2 separate regions of the Macaca mulatta genome follow, and region 1 is linked to region 2. The links are chromatin contacts, called in public Micro-C maps. All regions are on one chromosome and are shown on one strand. The core of a region is the stretch at or near the end of the contact, and the rest is flanking DNA. Distances in the headings are between cores, read along the strand shown.

The links. Hi-C and Micro-C count contacts between places; a contact is called where the count stands out from the background.
Region 1: a Micro-C map of CD4 T cells shows a contact between it and region 2, with 6 times the contacts expected there. The contact joins two enhancer-like sites. A contact is called at or near these places in 5 of 14 Hi-C or Micro-C datasets (CD4 T cells, blood, cortical neurons and 1 more).

The regions. Positions count from the first base shown.
Region 1 is chr2:29,964,893-29,968,229 of T2T-MMU8v2.0, forward strand. No RefSeq gene overlaps it. Among named protein-coding and RNA genes, the nearest start is that of SATB1, 140 kb to the right of the region's middle. Within about 2 kb of position 1,504, at least 5 of the 40 cell types and tissues checked have an H3K27ac peak or open chromatin away from gene starts, as enhancers often do.
Region 2 is chr2:29,766,716-29,769,916 of T2T-MMU8v2.0, forward strand. No RefSeq gene overlaps it. Among named protein-coding and RNA genes, the nearest start is that of SATB1, 340 kb to the right of the region's middle. Within about 2 kb of position 1,781, at least 2 of the 40 cell types and tissues checked have an H3K27ac peak or open chromatin away from gene starts, as enhancers often do.

The sequences.
Region 1 (3,337 bases), core at 254-2,753, 200 kb after region 2:
ATCTTCACACCAATAAAATATGTTTTATAAGTTCTTATTAGAATTTGCATTTGATAAATGAGATTCCAAAAGATTAAGTTACTTGTTCAAGTATACTCTGCTAGTAAATGATCATACTGCGATAAGTTTGTGGTGTTAGGGGCTTAAATGTAATGCCAAGGAAGTTTATGGAACTTCCTTTCCTGAAAATCTTTTTAGAAACCAACAATTCTCTTCTAACTCAGGGGTTTAAGTGTTTTTATATGTGGTCCTGACTAAAGGCAAGCAAAGAGCCCAGAAGGCCTCATAAGTATTCTGCTAGCCCTGTAATTGGGACCATTTCTTTCTCTCTAAATGGAAGCACAGTGATGATAATAATTAAGCTTTAGGCTTTCATATTTCCTTTCATCTGAGTTCTTCAGCCGGACAGGAAGGACCCACCCGCTTAGCATGATATGGTTTTTTTCAAACTGGTCCATGTCCATTAACCATCTAGACTTCCATTAACCATCTAGACTTTGTTTATTGGTAACAGCAAACAACTTATGGAAACCTCAGGAATTTGAACCCCAAATGTGTGGTCAAATCTACTTTTTACAGAGGAAGGTATCATAGCTTTACAAAACTTTCTGAATAAAGTTTGTGCTCTTATACATAATAATGAAGTTAAGGAACCATCAAAGTAACTAGTCAGCAACATCTGCAAGTTTAGTGGGAAGAGTCTGAAGGCAGAGTGCAGATAGAAATGTGAACACTCCACTCTATCCCGCCTCCTCCCAGCATTCCACCTGCAATAGACTGTATTCATATCTCCCAGAGGAAATATGCTATTACTGATAATATGATCACTGAAACACTGGGAGTGGTTGGATACAGAGCTCTGGCAGTGGGTTAATAAAAGGCCTAATGAAGAACAAAAAATTCTGCCAGTCACTGTAAAAAAATATTGCCCTCGGGAAATTATAAATCAGACACCATGGTGTGAAGTTAAATATATATATATATATTTATATATATTTTATATATATATATAAAATACATACACACACACACACACACACACACAGCATTGCCTTGCTGATAAATGCTGGAGTGGGCAGACTGGTGACGAAACACATAAGTCACTGGATGCCCTTGAAGTTTCAGTCCACCTCAGCATGATGCAGTTAAACGCCTCAGCTGTGCAAAGCCAAAACCACATTTGCTCAGCCTTGTCTGATCACACTGCACTGTGTGGTAGAAACAGGATGACTGATCCACAAATTAGTTGTACTTCCCAGAGCCTTACTTGCCTTTTCCCTTGTTATTTTTATCTTTTTTTTATTTGTTTATTTGCTCAATTTTACAGCACTAATCTCAATAGACTCTTAAATACTGCTTCTGGATACAGACCTGTATTTAGGGTTTTCTTAATGTATCCACATTGAACTTGTCTGGTGGGCAGCCTCAATAATTCCATCCACCAACATAGGAAATGTGATGAACAAAGCAGGCCCCGACTAACAGTAATACCTTACCTTTCAGCTAAATTACCAGAGGTCTAGGAAAGAAAGAGTTGACCTTTCTAACACTAGAAACAATCACACACCTTGACACATGAACATGGTGACTGCCTGATTAATACTGAGGAGCTATGGTTCACCTCCTTGGTTTTTCACCTTCACTGAGTCATTGAGTTCCTGCGGCCTTGCTCCTTTAAACTGTTGCTTTCTAACACACCATTTTCTCCCCAGAGGGTACTTCTGCCATCTTCTCACCTGGTTGATTGCCTACCGACTGTTGACTTTACATCTGAGATAGGCATGGCCCCAGGGGATTTGGAGGAAAGATGGCCAAGGAGTACAGTGAGGTCAACGTCAAGGAGAACCCCTCCACCCCCACCAATGAAGCCTGCTTCACATCTTATCTGCTGAAGCTGGTATCTTTCAATCTACCCTTGAAAGAAATGAGGAGAGGCTGAAATGTTTCGTATTTCAGGGACTCCTCTGCAGTGTTAGGGTGTGGGAATAAACTGGGATATCTAGGGAATTCCTTTCCATTTTCAGGGATCCTAAAAAGACAATTCCAGAAATGTGGGGAAGGTCTATTAGAAAACCATCAGATTCCTTAAATAAATTGAACCACAAACCTCCAACAGATAGGACAATGAAACCTCTCTACTTGTAATAAGCATCTGGACATTTATCTTAAATTCTCTTCCCTGAGATTTACATTTTCCTGGAAATCTCTGAAATATTATCGCAGTTACCACCACTCTGGTTTCAAAGGGTCTATTGTATTTGTATTTCTTTTTTTACTGAGGTGATGAAAGAATATGTAAACCAAACTTTACCAAGGATTCAGGGATGAAAAAAATTAGAAAAAAATAGACAATAAAAATAATATACAGTTTGTGAATCTGAATCACACATGGCAGCTTTGTAAAGCTGTCTGATGGAGCATTGATTCCCATATGGCAGAGCAAATCCCTGATGGACTTTTCATTGGTGCACAGTGCAGCAAAATGGAAAGAAAAAAGATACAGTGAGATTTTCATACTCAATTATAATATATATTGTAAATTATACTTATTTATTCTAAGAGTGTATCCTTACTTTTATTATCATAAATACTCCTCTCTTTTAATAGTAGATTATATTTTTTCTTTTGATGTCTTTGTTTGGTAAAATACAAAGTTAATCATTCTGTGTTACTCTTCCACTTTTAAAATTTTACTCAGCCCAGAAACCCAAAAGTCTGGGAAACACCACAACAAACTGGTAAAGCCCTTCCTGTTTCCATTCTGCCTTAACCTTTCCTCCAGAGGCTATCTTTCCTCTGTCAGTATGGAGAACATGACCTCAAGCATATCCAGAGTTCTTAAAGTATTAGCCCCAAACAACAAGGTTTCCCCTCAAAAATATAGGAGTTCCCTTTCACTCTAACATCGAACTATCAAGTTGAAGCTTTTATTCTGAGGACGATCCTTTTAATCTAGCTTTGAGAGAAAATTAGTTTCTGGGAGGTGCTGCTGAGGTGATATCTATTAAAATTAGACAGAAATGGCAGAGCGGCTCTCTACTGCTTTGCACAGATATCCTCATAGGCAAGCCAAATTCCCCTTTCTCTTCTGTGTACATTTATGTACATTTAATAATAGTACTGTAATTATTTAATAATTATTATTACAATGATAGTATTGTAATTATCAGATGGAGTTTTGCAGTGCTGCCCAATGTACGACCCACAGACTTATTCGTAGAATAAATCCCTTGACGGAATCCAGTCATTTTATTTTATGAATATAAACTTATAATTAATTTTATTCAATACCAAATGAACAACCCAACCAAGTTAGTTGATCTAACATTTAATAACT
Region 2 (3,201 bases), core at 531-3,030:
ACCTAGTTATGCCAGTGTATTCTTTCATAATTACAAGCAGCTCATTCGACTCCTTGGAATCTCAATTCTTTCCCTTTTTAAAAAGTTTGGTCATTCATGCTACAATCTGATTAATAACAAGGTTAATATCAGTAGCACAAATACTACTACTATCACTATTTCTAATATTAACACTAGCAAACTAATACTGAAAACTTACCACATAGATATGGTTTTTGGATATTCTTATATTTAATTATCTTTACAATTGTAGAAATAAGACCGCAAACTCATAAACATAGATTTGTTTTTGGTTTACATGAACTCCTAATTGAGGAAGAAATGAGGAAGACTGCCCACCAACCAAAAGCAGAGGCCAACACTTCTCATATCTTAATATATTAACTTTTAGGGATTCTTTCTTATATGAGTAAATCCCGAAATTTCTAAAACATAGCTCTCCCAGAATTTATTTGGGGAGCCACTGGAAAGGGAGGCTTTTGTACTTACTAGGAAACTGACGTCAAAGGTTGATGATAAACATCTAAAAAGCAATTCTTATATATTTTGAATAAAGGAACATCTCCACAAACAAGGCAAAATATATATCTGCAAAAGATTCAAGTACACATTTAGGAAAAAAAAGGAAGTCACAGTTTTCATTCAGAAGAACAAATGGAAACTCTTTTATTGAGGAAATAAAACATTAAGAATATATTTTATTCGTTGAGTTTTGTAACTTTCTAAATGTGTGGCATAGTTGCTATGAAACTATGATTGTGCCACTGCACTCCAGCCTGGGTGACAGAGTGAGACCCTGTCTCAAAACATATAATATAATATAATATAATATAATATAATATAATGCCAAATATCTCACCACTAACAAGTGTAAGAACCAGCAATCTTTATTACAGTAGGTTACACAACAGTAACTACTATTCTGCAATTTAGACAAAATTGTTTTTTAACTTCTGCTCCATACCTAGTGATAGAATCCTGAACATATTTTTACAACCAATCTGAGAACTCAGTTTTTTCATCTGAAAAGGGGGACAGTAGTAGTATCTCCCTCAGGGATTATTATGAAAGTTAAAAACCATGATCCATGTAAGTTACCACAGAACCTCAGTAATGTTCAAAGTGTTTGTTATTATAACTAACAGGGATTTTTTTCCAAGATTTTTCTGACTCAAGGGCCCAAGCTTTTAACCACAAAGAGTTATCAGGGTAGGCTGAAGGAGAAATAATTGCACAGGAAATCTGGAAATATCCCCAGCCACCATTATGCCATTATGATCTTTTTCAGACATTCAATCTGATCATACCCCTTTCTGAAAAGCCTTCAGTAGCTCCATAAAATATCTGATATTCAAATATAACCTTCTATGCCCTGTGAGAGTCTTCATGACTCAGATACAATAAAGAGTTTGAACTCCAAACTGTCTGGGTTTGAATCCTAGCTTTAACACTTACCTACTGCGTGACCTTGGGCAAGTTGCCTAACCTCACTGTGCGTCAAGTCCCTCATTTGTAATATGGAAATGAAAGTAGTAAATGGCTCATGAGGCTGCTATGAGGACAAAAAAAAAGTCAATTCATGCAGAACAGCTAAGATAATGTATGGCATATTATAAACACAATGCTTTATATTTTATTATAATTTATAATCAACTAGTGAGGAAATACAATTTACATTATCTAACTGATGCTGGATATTGGGTTGACTTGATCAGGAATTAGTATTGATCAAGCTACTTACATTTGAGTGGCCTTGGGTTTTCTATTACAGCATAGGTGAAACAGGATAAAATGAATGAGCCCTGGGCTGATGAGGTAGAAAGAGAAACACCATCAGTAGTGGTTAGAAGCTCATTAGAATCAAATAGAGGAAACTCCAAGTGTATAAGACATGGGGTTTCATCGCGGCCAGGTTGTAGAAACCACCTGGGCAATCTGCACATTTCTATTGCAGTCTGTAGTTTCTGGTCTGTTCACATGATCCCAAGTTGTCCTAGTCCTACTGTTGTTACATTTAGTGCCAATCAGTGGTAGGTTAAATATCAATGGATATATTTTTATATCCCTGGGTTACCTGAAACGTTCGGAAGAGCAACAGATTCCAGGAATCTTCTGAGTAGCAAATGCCAGTTTCAGCATCCCACTCTGGAAAAAATGGGCTAAGAGGAATTAGAATCCTCCGGAGCCTACATTCTGCCTCAGTACTTCCCAAGAGGGATCTTCCTGGTTGCTGTTTACCTCCCACCCAAGAATCACCACTCCACCTCTATCCATGTCCCACTGCTCTCCATTTGAGAACAGGGAATGGAATGAGAATGGAAACCAATTACCAGTGATGCTACATTTGAATTTTCTTTATAACCAGGGCTGTTACTATAGTGTTTTACTAACTACATTTTCTCAGCAATTTTTAAGTTTTGTAATATATGTTTGGGGTCATATTTGTTGCTGGAATTCTCAGTCCTCATAAACCTGAAAACAATCCAGCCTCAAAACCATAATACCTTTCATAAAAACAATTATTATATCACAATTTTTGACAATGCATAGAAATTCGATCATTGATAATGCAACATTTCTCGGGATTAAAATTATGACTTGTATTAGAGTATTACATACCATAGTTTAATGTTGCTATGGTACAAAGTGTGTGTGTGGCAATGAGGATTTGAGGATGGGAGAGGAGTTCAGAACAGAGAATATTCTAGGCATAGGGAAATATTACACTTCACTGTATTTCTTTGCTTACTTGGCTCTTTTCTTTGTAAGATTATAAGCTTGTTAATGGTGGGACATCATACCATTTCTTTTTTTCTTTTCTTTTTTCTTTTTTTTTTGAGACGGAGTCTCGCTCTGTCGCCCAGGCTGGAGTGCAGTGACTGGATCTCCGCTCACTGCAAGCTCCGCCTCAGTGGGTTCACGCCATTCTCCTGCCTCAGTCTCCCGTGTAGCTGGGACTACAGGCGCCCGCCACCGTGCCCGGCTAATTTTTTGTATTTTTAGTAGAGACGGGGTTTCACCGTGTTAGCCAGGATGGTCTCGATCTCCTGACCTCGTGATCTGCCCGTCTCGGCCTCCCAAAGTACTGGGATTACAGGCATGAGCCACCGCGCCTGGCCCATTTTTTTTTTATTCCTTGAGTGTAGTTTAGTGTTTCATACATAGTGTACTCTCAAAAAAATGGTTGAAGGAATACATTAT